3 separate regions of the Mus musculus genome follow, and regions 1 and 2 are each linked to region 3. A link is a contact called in public Hi-C and HiCAR-type data. All regions are on one chromosome and are shown on one strand. Each heading gives the region's core, a stretch centred on a gene start, on an enhancer-like site or on the middle of the called end of the contact. The rest is flanking DNA. Distances are from core to core; before and after follow the strand shown. Region 1 has its middle 4.2 kb from the start of Gm32590. Region 2 overlaps Nrp1 (neuropilin 1). Region 3 overlaps A930035F09Rik (a long non-coding RNA gene).

Region 1 (3,937 bases), core at 1,149-3,648, 410 kb after region 3:
TACCCTGAGAAAGTGGGGTATAGTTACTCATCGGCACTATCTGCCATGACAATAAATGCTTTAAAACCATAGACTGTCTCTTTACATTGGGATCCGATGTGGGGAGCAATGGAACAGGCCTTTGCCTAAAGTTGCATCTAGTCTCCACAGAAGGCCTGTCAGCACTCCCAGCCATGGCTTCCACCAAGCCAAGCCACCCACTGAATAAACCAAGGATGCTCATTCCCACAGGACCCAGCCGGAGCTCTCTCCCCACCCTTCCCCCTTGAGCCCGTGCTAGATCCAGCCCTCAGGTCCCCACTCCATTCTCAGCTCTTCCACGGCATCCAACAGTGTCTGGGGTGCCCAAGAGTCTAAGAACCAAATAGTCCCGGCCTCTCTGCAGGCCTGGGGAATCCCCAGCAGGCTCCCGCAGTCCCTGGGGACTTCAGACTGAGCTTACCCACCCCCCAGTGTGGGATCCGAAGGCTTCCTACAGCCCGACTCCAGCCCAGTGTGGGGAATGTGCAGTCAAAGCTCCTGTGTCCCACCTCCACAATCGGCCTGAGCCAAGAGCAGATGGAGGACACACCCTTAGCTCACATTATGACCACTGATATGATGGGCGAAAATCTTAACGATGTACACATCTTACAGAGGGTTAGTATCTGGAATGTATAAAGAGCTGAGGAAAACTTCATTTCAGGAAAAGATAAATTGTCCGTCTCCTCTCTCACTATGAAGAAAAGAAGGCAAAAACAGTCCCAATATCAGGAAGAACAATGAATGCCACCTTGTATCATAGGTACTTGGAGGCCTTATACAGTTAGAAGGAAACAGCTGAATGGCATCTCCAAGGACATTTATGAGAGAAGGCTTCATGTAGAAGACAGTCAAGAGTAAGACATCCCACAGAAGCCAATTGCCAAAGCCTGAAGAGCCCACAAGCAGCAAGAGGTTTCTGTCATGGTTAGTCTATGAGAGTCACCGGTCATGTGTGAAGCATGCCACTGCTCCAGGGCCTAGCTCTGCAGGTCTAAGTGCATTCAGGACTACAAAACCACAGGCAGTTCCCTGGGTGCTGGAGAGGGCTAGATTTGTAAAGACACACTTGCTGGCTTGCACCTCCTTGAAGGTATGGGGTATCTTTTCTGCCTAGCAAGGCCCCTCCTTCCAAGATCGACAGAGAAGGCTTGTTGTTATGTTGGGTGAATTACTCTAGAACCATCTCTGTCCAGGGTCCCACTGAGAAACATTAGGGAAATAGCTCTCTAAATTAAGAGAAAGTTTTGTTTTGTTATTATAAGCTGTTATGCTCTCGGGTATAAAGGTTCCAATGAAGGTTAAAGAGATAATTCAATTGGGAAAGTCCCTGAATTCGGTCCCTAGAACCTACGTAATGGTATAAGTTTGTAAGCCAGCACCAGGGAGTCAGAGACAAGAGGATCCCTGGGGATTATTGGTCTGTCATCATAGCCTGAGCTATGTCATCATGAGCTCTGAGTCCCAGTGAGAGACCCTGTCTAAAAAGTACAAAGTGGGTGGCTCCTGAAGAATGACACCTGAAACTGAGCTTTGGCCTCCACGGACTGAACATACATACACTAGCACACATACACGCACACACTTAAATAAATACTACACACACACACACACACACACACACACACACACACACACACATACACTTAAATACTCTTACACACTTAAATAAGTACACACATAAACACAAAGTTAAATACTCACACACATATACAAACAAATAAATACATAAATAAAAACACTTTTGAGATGAACCAGAGACATTCTTGCATATTATACCAGGACCTCTATCCCCTTCTTCACACGAAAGTCTTTGTTGATAGGCCAATTAAAAGTCCTTGGAGAATTCTGAGCACTTTTTAATGGAACCAGTCCTGGAAGGGACTGGGCTCACACAACACACTGGTGATAGGGTACTGGGATCTCTCAAGGGGCTCCAAGGTGAAATGCATGTGAGCCTCAGGCAGGTAGACTCTGTTCAGCCACCTCAAAATCCTGTCTGGGAGATCTGAGCAGCAGAGACACTTCACCTATTTGTTGAAAGGCCTCCTTTCTGCAGCAAAATCATTTCAGCACTTGTTCATTAAATATAAAACATCAAAGGGGATTTGGGAATCTGGAAAACATTTAGGAAACATTTAAATGGGGTGTCACTTCAGCAGAGCAAGTGGCATGAACTGTTTGATTTTCAACTACTTACAGATGTCTGCAACCCTGGGATTAATGTATATATTTTCCAGGAGAAATTGTGTATGCAAAGTTCTGACCAAATTTTCCTGAGAGGGGAGAATTAGTGTACATCTGTGCATGGCAGGATGGTCCCCTGTGTGTGCCTATCCAAGTGGATGGGAAAAGACGACTTTTTTAGTGTATCAAAAATGTTGCATGAGAAGACTTAAGAACTCAGTGTTCTATTCTCATTTTTGTTTAGAATTCCTGAGTTCCAAAGTTGCCAAATCGCTTCTTTCCTGGTTCATCGTTGTGCTTGAGAACTTTCTTTAAATAACTCCCTGGAAGCTGGTCACACAGACAATGCCAAAAGACAATATGATCCGGGAACAAATCTGGCCCCCACAGGTCTAGAAGCTTCCCAAACATTGTTTTTCTGCCATAGATTCCCGTAATGAATGACTGCTGTGATTCAGGGCCTCCTCTGCCCTTGGGAACCAAGGAGGAGAAAGTCCAGGGCTTTGCCTAGAATATTTTGTAGGATTAAACGTTTTCTGTAATTCACACTTTAGATATCATTTATGTCACGTCTTACTCCTAAAATGATTTAATATGACTTATGAAATTAGATGTTATATTTTAAAGAAAGCCAAGAAAATGGGGAGTGTGTGTGTGGGGGGGGGGAATAATTGCTGTCTGTTTCTCTAGAGGCTGCCTGTGCTCTGAAACCTGAGTTTTCAGCAGCTGACCTAGGATACGAAAGACTCCTTTTGAAACTAGTAAGAAAGAATTATTCAAGAGAAGCATGTGCAGTCCTGGTTCTGAGGGCAGAGTGAAAATACAGGGTACGCTCAATACATGATAGAGATGGATTTTAAAAAGACTGGATTGGGGATGAAACAATAGCTAAGTCAGGAAAGTGCTGGCTCTTCAAGCCCCAGGACCTGGGTTCAACTCTCAGAATCGAGAGAGAGAGAGAGAGAGATTGAGAGAGAGAGAGAGAGAGAGACTGACTCTGTCAGTCAGATGGATTAGTGAATAAATGTACCTGCTGCCAAGCCTGACAACCTGAATTCAATTTCCCAGGAAGCCCACATGATAGAAGGAAGTAATTAACTACGAGTTGTCTTGTAGTGTCTACATAGGTGCAATAGTATTATATTATATATACGTAGTTAGGGTTTCATTACTGTGAAGAGATACCATGACCAAGGCAACTCTTATAAAACCAAACATTCCATTGAAGCTGGCTTACAGTTTCAGAGGTTCAGTCCATTATCATCATGGTGGGAAGCATGGGCGTCATGCAGGCAGACATGGTGCTGGAGAAGCCAAGAGTTCTACATCTTGATCTAAAGGCAGCCAGGAGGAGTGTCTCTCTTCTTCCCCAGGCAGAGCATGAGCATAGGACATCAATGTCCACCCCCACAATGACACCCTTCCTCCAACAAGGCCACATCCATTCCAACAAGGCCACACCCCCTTCTTGTGAGCCACTTCTTGTGAGCCAAGTGTATTCATAACACCATATATATAATATATATATTTTATGTATATATATAAAATGTGTGTGTGTATATTCCAGCACTGGGGAGGTAGAGATAGGTAGCTCTCTGGGTCTACTGGACAGTCAGCCCAGCCACTTGGAAATCTCCAAGACAGTGAAAGATGGATAGATGGCTCCTGAGGAACAACATTTGAGATTGTCCTCTGGCCTCAATATGCTGGTGTACATATACATGCACAT
Region 2 (4,117 bases), core at 1,386-3,885, 270 kb before region 3:
TGTGTGTGTGTGTGTGTGTGTGTGTGTATTCTAGGGGCTGACTTCAGGTCCTTAGGCTTGACAGGAAGCCCCTTATCAACTGATCCATAGTCCCAACTCTAACAGCTTTACTTAAAAAAAAAAAAAACCTTACACATTTGCTTTACAATTTTTTAAATGAACAAATAAAGATTTTCTCTATGTTGTACAATATCACACATACACACTAATGTGCTAATTAGCAAATGCATTACCTGCACCTCTCTTCTTTACTGGTTATGGTAGTGAAAACTCTCATAGTGATTTTCAAGTATGCCTTATATCCTAGCATGTTTTATCATAAAGCATCCAGAAGGCATGAGGAGTTGGGGACTTTATGCTAGGGCTAAATGCAGCATTCTGTTTCAACAGTGAAATGCCAGGGCTCTACCCTTCTCACTGACTTAAGTATTAAACTTGACCTATACCTTGAAGCATCCAATAGTTTCTAGAGTTTGAAAAGTGTGCCTTCAGGGAAGTCATGAGGTCAGTCCCCATGAGGTATTTTTAAAACTGAAGGTTTAAAATGGATGGCCATGGTTCTTCCTGCTTCATTCTTTCCTATGGCATAGCTGTTTATTTTTTTCCAAGAACAAATATTCTGCTCAGAATGTTTTGGAGAAGTGGTGGAAGGTATCTGAAGGCAAAGGGGATAAACACTTTGTCCCAATCCCAAGGGACTTGAGGATTGAACGGTAATTATGTGAATTCTTTCAGCTTTGATTCAGCCTGGGACTTCCTTGGGAATCTCTGTCAGGGGATGGGTTGTAGTCTTTTACAGACTTTAACTTTCTTCTGCGTGGTTGTTCTGCCTTCCCCACTCACCATCAGTCTAGGCTGTTCTAAGTAGTGTTCTCTCACTCTGTGTGTGTGTGGTTCTTGCATATGAGGATACATTCATATCTATACACGTGTGTCAGTGTGTCCATGAATGTGTGTGATACAATATACAGAAGCAACAGGTTAATCTCAGATGTCAATATTATCTTGAGTCATTTCCTTAGAGATGGGGTCTGTATCTAAGACCTGGAGTTTGCTGGTTAGGCTAGGCTGGCTAGCCATCAAGCCCGAGGGACCCTCCTATCTCTGCACCCCCAGTGTTGGGATTATAAACACATGGCACTATAACTCATTCTTGGGAAGCAAGGGCTCTACTAAGTCCTGCCAGGTCCCTAAACAGTGTTCTCAAACTTGCCACAAGAATAACCTTGATTAGTCATTTTAATTTCCTACTTATCCCCTCGGGGACCTCAGTGGGAACAGAATCTCTGGGAGAAAAGGCCTTGAAATAAATTATTTTCCAGAGCTTCTCAGATGAGTCTTTGACTCACTGGGTGTGGGAAACAATGCTGTGCTGCTTTTTATTTAGGGGCTTAAGGGAACCATTCTTCTCTAGTGTATCTGCACAGATTCTGGTGCAGGTAATGGGTCTTCTGTGTTACTGTGCATAGATAGATAGATAGATAGATAGATAGATAGATAGATAGATAGATAGATAGATAGATAGATAGATAGATATGGTGTGGAAACCAGGGGTCAGCATCTTTTGCAGTGTCTTTTTCAATTGATCTCCACATTACCTTAAATTATGTATATTTTAAATGAACTGGTGTCTCTCTCTCTCTCTCCTCCCATCTCTCTCTCTCTCTCTCTCTCTCTCTCTCTCTCTCTCTTTCTGTGTGTGTGTGTGTGTGTGTGTGTGTGTGTGTGTGTGTAAGCCAGAGGGCATTGGATCCCATAGAACTGGAGTTATGGGCAGCTGACATGGATGCTGGGACCCAAACTCAAATTTTATACAAACTCTTAACCATTGAGTCCTTTCCAGACCTCTCTATTTTATTTCTGAGATAGAGCCTCTTAATAATCCTAGAGTTTACTGATTTGGCTAAACTAACTGGCCAACTGCTACAGGAGATCCTGTCTCTGCCTCTCTTGAATTGGGATTATAGGTGCACACTGGTACATCTGACTTTTTACATGTATCCAAGCTCAGCTTCTCATGATTGTGTAGTAAGTGCATTGTCTGTTAAGCCATCTTCCTCACCCCAATGAATTGATCTTCATTCCAGAGTATAAACCCTGTCCTACTTAGGGTAGAGGCATGGAGAGACTGCAGGGTGTTCTGCCTCACTTCATGCAGATCTGTGATGATCTCTGCACAGGCCTGTCCTTTCTTACAGCTCCACAGACCAGAATTCACATTAAATGTGTTGTGATGCATTACAGAGCTGCAATATTTTGCTCTTGGAACAGCTTGAGGTTTCTGAGCTGACTCTTTGAACTACCATGTCCCACTCCCAGAGTGCAAATACTAAAGGAGGGTCATATGCACATGGCCTCAGTAAAGTAGGCAGGCACTGGAAAGGAGGGATTATGCACACTGAGAGTTCAGGAGTTTCTGATGGCAGGATTGGATGGAGGCCAGAAAACATTAGCATACAGTCCCCAGTAGTCTGAGAGGAGAGAGATTCAAGGTGAACAGTCACTTTCATATCTGATACGCATGATCAGTTTTTGCTACAGGCTGTAAGCTGAATTCCACTGTTGGGTCCTTGTGGCTCAAGGTGAAATTTCACCTCCCACTCACTGCCTTTCAAAAGGGTTTGCAGTTGAGCAACTTCAGGGGTTAAGCAACTTAACTTTGGCCAGAAAACATAGAGATACAAGGTCTCCAGTTCCTAGCAAGGGGCATAGTTCAGTTGAATGTCAGAATTATTTGTGAGTAATAGCATTGTCTGGAGTATTTGTTCCCCACTATATCCAGACATGTCATCCCAGGAGAATTTGAACAGACTCTGAATGTCCTGATTGGATAAGTACTTGCTCAAGAGAGAATCAATTTTTTTCCCCACATGCCCTACTCTTGGGGTTCAAGTGAGAAAACTCCTACTGGCTTTTATTACATTGGATACCCAAAGTCTGGCCAAAGTTGGTAGGTCTGGCCATAAGGTCTGTCACATTTAGCCAAAAGGGTAATGTGAGTCTATGCTGACTAGACCAGTGGTTCTTACCCCTGTTAATGCTGCAACATTTTAATATAGTTCCTCATGTTATGGTGACCCCAACCATAAAATTATTTCCATTGCTACTTCATAACTGTTATGAGTCAGAATGTAAATACTTTTGGAGTAGAGTTTTGTCAAAGGGGTGGGGACTCACAGGGTGGGAACCATTGCTCTAGGGGTTTAGAAGTGCTTAGGATAGGTGAGCTCAGGATGTGTGTGTGTGTGTGTGTGTGTGTGTGTGTGTGTTTTACATATAGAGAGTTAATTAAGTCAGGTGTAAGTTCAGGAGGCATGGGTTTTGTTTGTCGAAAGTTGTCTGCGGCAGGTAGGCTCACAGAGTGAGTGTTTAACAGATGAAAGGTTGGGTTAACTGAATTCTTCAAAAATGATTTTATGTGATCACAGTTTCCTAGAAAACTCTCCCTCTCCCTCTCCCTCTCCCTCTCCCTCTCCCTCTCCCTCTCCCTCTCCCTCTCCCTCTCCCTCTTCCTCTCCCTCTCCCTCTCCCTCTCTCTCTCTCTCTCTCTCTCTCACACACACACACACACATACACACACATTTTAGTTTTGACTTTAATATAACCAATGAAAATGAAGTATGAGAATGAATAAGATTGATTATGTGTTCTTGGTGGGCTGTGGTCTGTTCATGATCAGCCTCTGAGATTCTAACTATGGGCACAGATTTTTAGAATTGTTGAGATATACTAGCCTAAGAAAATAACTATTTTCTTTCTTGCCATGGCAACTTAAAAAAAAAATTAAGAAGGATTTTTTTTTTTCTCTACTGAAGAAACCTTTTCAGCACTGTAGGTAAAACAAAACCTTGTCCTCTCAAGGGCTGTCACTGTTTCCACTCTGAATGACACATTTTCTAGGGTCCACAGCTTGCCTCATACGCACTTTGCTCCAGGCTAACAGGCTTGCCCTATTCATTCAAAGGCTCTAGTTTCAGTTGGCTCAGTCATGAACTAACGTAAAAATGAGAAGACCATTTGTTCGGATATGAGGAGCAAATCTGAGCCTTTGTTTCTAATCAATATTAACTGACCACTCTAGAGCTCATAAGGATAAGAGCCTTCCACATAGGGCAA
Region 3 (4,064 bases), core at 640-3,139:
TCACAAAATTTGCTACATCAACTTTTGGTACGGTAACAAAATGTTTCTATTTTATTTTATAAATAAAATGAGGTAAAACCTAGCTTGTTTCAAGTAAGTATGGGATATTTTAGAATTATTGTGCCATATTATATAATAAGTGATACATAAATGTTCATGGTCTGGGGGAAACTCAGTCTGTAAAGCATGGGGCCTGGACTTTGATTCCCCAGAACCCACATAAAAAACCTAAGCCTGACCATAAGTCTCTATGATCCCTGTGCTGGGAAGTTGGAAGCCTGGAGATCCCTGGGGTAAGCTCAGTGAGATACCTTATCTAAAAACATATGGTGGACATCAATTGAGTAAGACATCCAAAGTTTACCTCTGGTCTTACCGCATCCCTATCCCACATATATAAATGCATGAGAGTTCAAAAAGCCTTTTTATCTTAACATTTCTTCTGTATATGTATTTGCATGTAATATATGCATGAGTACATATTTGTGTGTGTACATGCATATACAGATATATGTGTGTGCGTGTACATGGGATGGTGTCAGAGGTTTGTATTAACCATTTTCTTAATAGAAACAAAAACTTTCAGTTTTTGAGCTACCAATTGCCTAGTTTGGCTCATCAGCAAGTTCTAGGGAATCAACCTATCTCTGCCCCACCCCACCAGTATGGTTATAGGTGTTATAGGTGCACACCACTATGCCCAGCTTCTAGTGGGTGCTAGGGATTCAAATTAGGTAATTATGCTGGCATACCATGCACTTTACCAACTGAGCATCCTTCCAGTTCTCCCAGCCCTGGCAAAAATCAAAAACCAAAAACCAAAACCAACAACATCAAGAAAAAAAAAAGTGGGATAATAACATAGGTTTTCTTTCTTTTCATTAGTGCCCCGAGCAGGCTGTATAGGGTTATAAAGTCTTAAGTTAATGAACTTAAGTGAGATACCTTATCTAAAAACATATGGTGGACATGACCAGAGGCCATTGTAACATTTCCAGATGGGAGAAGAGAGCCAGGTACGACTGTTCTGGAAAGGTCATAAGCCTGTGTATAGAAGAGAATTAAAAGTGCAGTTCTGAATGACCAACACACAATGCTTTTGTGGTAGTTTTCTGAAGAGAATGTTGGATCAATATAAAACCATGTCCAATTGGCAGTGATGTCTAAAATAACTTCAGATCTGGCTTCAGAAAGAGCTAGGAGAGAAAAAAGAATTACACAAAGAAGCATGTGGGCAACAAGAAATTTGTCTTTCATAGAACAATCTTGATAACAGATAATTCATTCACAGAAGCTCCTGAAAGTATTCAGCATGCTTGTGACAGAAGTCTAGAATAATGAGAAAAGGGTGCATGTCTCAATTCAGTCTAAGACATATCATTCTGAGGGCTGGGAAGACGGCTGTCAGTAAAGAGTTTGTCTTACAAGCATAGGACTTGAATATGATCTTCAGAACCCATGTTGAAATGTTGGTCACATATGCTTGAAACCTTGGTGCTAAGAAGAAGAGACAGGTAGATCCCGGTGGCCTGATTGCCAGGAAGCCTAGACGACTTGTAGTGTTCCAGACCGAGATTGGCAGCACTAAAGGAATCATACCCAGGGATGGTCTCCGGCTACCACATGTATGCAAACAAACGTACATGCAAACGTACATGCACACATTCATGCACACACACGCACACACACACTCTTACCATTTGACATAAGAGCTTGTAGTTGTATGAATTTTATAAGCCATGAACATGACTGTCTCTTCATTTACTAGGATTTATGCAGTAACTAGAGCACTATTAAAGACAATCTCTGAAGGTCAGAACAATGTGAACAGCCTGGATGTGTGCACTGTCAGCTGAATAAGCCATGGGGCTGAAGGGATAGGCCTGGAATTCTTCCACAGAGTAGGCCTGGCAAATTCCCATGAAATTAGGTCACTAGGCAAGTGTCCCAGGGCTGGCAGCATACTTAGGATTCTTACCTAATCTCCCTTCTAAGTGTATTTTTTAAGAGTCTTTAGCACTTAGAAATTTTGCTAAGGTAGTATCTGAAATAGCAGAATGGTCTGGAAGTACATCAGATGAATGCTAAGTCTGAAGAATACAGATTAGAAAGCCCAAAGAAGGAAGAGGGAAGCTTAGACATAGAGACTCCAGGGTAAGGACTATTCCATTAACAAGCATTTACCACAAATGTTCAATATGTCCAATAGTCCAGTGTCTCTGTAAGTCAGGAAGTAGAAGTCCTAGGTTGGGTTTCCATTCATTGGAAATTTGGTAACAGCCCAAATAGGGCAAATGCACCATTTTAACCCACACCTCCCCTCTGATGCTCTTCAGAAAGATGACCTTGACTCTGGATGCAATAAGTCTGGAAGCACTGGCCTACCATACTGAATTACAAGGTTTACTCTCTTCTGGCATCTCAGAGTTCCAATTCTGTTTTTAGATTCCTCTTTCCTGGCACCTTTGCTTTTAAATTTCTCTGAACAAATACCCACTTGAGTGCTCTTGGAGATCCAATAGTGGTTCTTAATCAACAGAACGTTAAGGTCAAGTGTTTGGAACTTAAAGAATTCTCCTTTATCTTAGTATGTAGTTATTCCCCATGTAGCCAGTAACAATACAACTTCCCGGGGAATAGTTAGAACCTCCAGTCACTGTCTGAAGTTCCTGACAGGGTGAGAAGGTAGTCCTTTGCCTCTGTGTGCCTCACTGAAAAGGTGACACATGCTCATAGAACACTCATAAAAAGATAACATCTTAGACTCAGAGTCTGACAATGTGGGCTTTTTAAATTTTTTTTCAAAAGGAAGTATTAGGCACTGGCCACTCTCAACTAACAGGTTAAAATTATGTGTTAGAGGGATGTCTGCCTCCTGATGGGGACACCACGATGTTACATGTACCCTCCTTTAGCTTCAATTCACTGACAGCAGAATTTTCTGTTTCTTATTAATTTTATCATCTTCTAATAGTGAGGAATTGCTCATGTCACATTGTAAACCTAATTATTTGAAAAAGGATGTTATATCACATGTGGCTGACTGCTTATCTGTAATGTGCAGAAATACTAATCTTATTTGGAAATAACCACAAGGATCTGCTAAATTATGGATAAAGTCTGAATCACTTTATGCCTAATTATAAAAATAATGAGTAAAATATCAAAGAAATTTGTTTGGGGAATTCTAGTGAGAGAAAGAAGCACTAATAATTTTCCTAATAGGACTTTGGAAATAACTATACTCCCAGTTTTATAGGAAAATAGTTTCATTATTATTAATGTTTTTAATTCCCAAAAGTTAGTTGTGATTTTTTTTCTTTACATAAGCTTGCTTGGAAAACAGACAAAATGATATCATTATTATGTGAATTTTATTGTCTCTCTATGAAAGCAAATATAAACAGAAAGATTAATTTCAGATAAAGATAAAGACATCTTTGCAACTAAACAGTCCTTGGCAAATGAGTTTAATTTCCTGGGACTTGATGTCTGCATCTATAAAATAAAGAGACTGGGATTAGATCACCCCTGATGGGAATCCTGAGGGTGTGTGTTCCTCAGTCAGAGGGATCTGCACGTCTCTATACTCACTGCCCTATGGAAGACTCCTGGGAAGGCTGTGCATTGGGGGGCTTCACCTCTGCTGATGTCAAATGGTCCCAGTTGATTTAGATACAGAATTACCCTCTGGCTGCTTTATTTGACTAAGTCAAAATAGCCACAGTTTTGGTGAGTGCTGGCTGGAAGGATAGTAAGTGCCCCAGTCCCCATAGCGAGTTGTTTTGTGTGCTTCAGACAAGACAGTGAAGAGCTAAGCCTGGTGTCCTTTCCTCTCCTTTCTCCTTCACCCCAACTAGCCTCAAACTCACTGTATGGCTGAGGATGATCTTGAACTCCAGATCCTCTGACCTCTGCCTTCCCACACAGATATTCATCACTAAGCTTTAGTAGGGGCTTTATGCATGCTGGACAAGAATCTACTCAGCTACTTCTCTAGCCCTCATTTCCCCTTAAACAAATATTAGAATCCCGTATCTTCATAAATCCGTTGTGCTTTCTCA

The links. A called contact is a pair of places that touch in the nucleus more often than the background predicts. HiCAR-type assays count read pairs that join an accessible place to other places.
Region 1: a contact with region 3 is called in a HiCAR-type map of fibro-adipogenic progenitors, with 4 times the contacts expected there. The contact joins two enhancer-like sites. A contact is called at or near these places in 1 of 484 Hi-C or Micro-C datasets (bone marrow-derived macrophages) and 1 of 115 datasets of contacts at active chromatin or transcription factors (fibro-adipogenic progenitors).
Region 2: a Hi-C map of Sertoli cells shows a contact between it and region 3, with 5 times the contacts expected there. The contact joins two enhancer-like sites. A contact is called at or near these places in 10 of 484 Hi-C or Micro-C datasets (the HL-1 cell line, Sertoli cells, embryonic stem cells and 6 more).

What each region holds. Positions count from the first base shown.
Region 1 is chr8:127,808,007-127,811,943 of GRCm38.p6, reverse strand. No RefSeq gene overlaps it. Among named protein-coding and RNA genes, the nearest start is that of Gm32590, 4.2 kb to the right of the region's middle. Within about 2 kb of position 2,398, at least 16 of the 459 cell types and tissues checked have an H3K27ac peak or open chromatin away from gene starts, as enhancers often do. A contact at or near this core is called in fibro-adipogenic progenitors, where this site is marked.
Region 2 is chr8:128,483,354-128,487,470 of GRCm38.p6, reverse strand. All of the region lies in intron 11 of Nrp1 (neuropilin 1), which reads right to left. All of the region lies in intron 1 of Gm32643 (a long non-coding RNA gene), which reads left to right. Among named protein-coding and RNA genes, the nearest start is that of Gm32643, 7.6 kb to the left of the region's middle. Within about 2 kb of position 2,635, at least 27 of the 459 cell types and tissues checked have an H3K27ac peak or open chromatin away from gene starts, as enhancers often do. A contact at or near this core is called in Sertoli cells, where this site is marked.
Region 3 is chr8:128,217,591-128,221,654 of GRCm38.p6, reverse strand. The region is part of intron 1 of A930035F09Rik (a long non-coding RNA gene); the gene reads left to right. Among named protein-coding and RNA genes, the nearest start is that of Mir21c, 59 kb to the left of the region's middle. Within about 2 kb of position 1,889, at least 50 of the 459 cell types and tissues checked have an H3K27ac peak or open chromatin away from gene starts, as enhancers often do. A contact at or near this core is called in Sertoli cells and fibro-adipogenic progenitors, where this site is marked.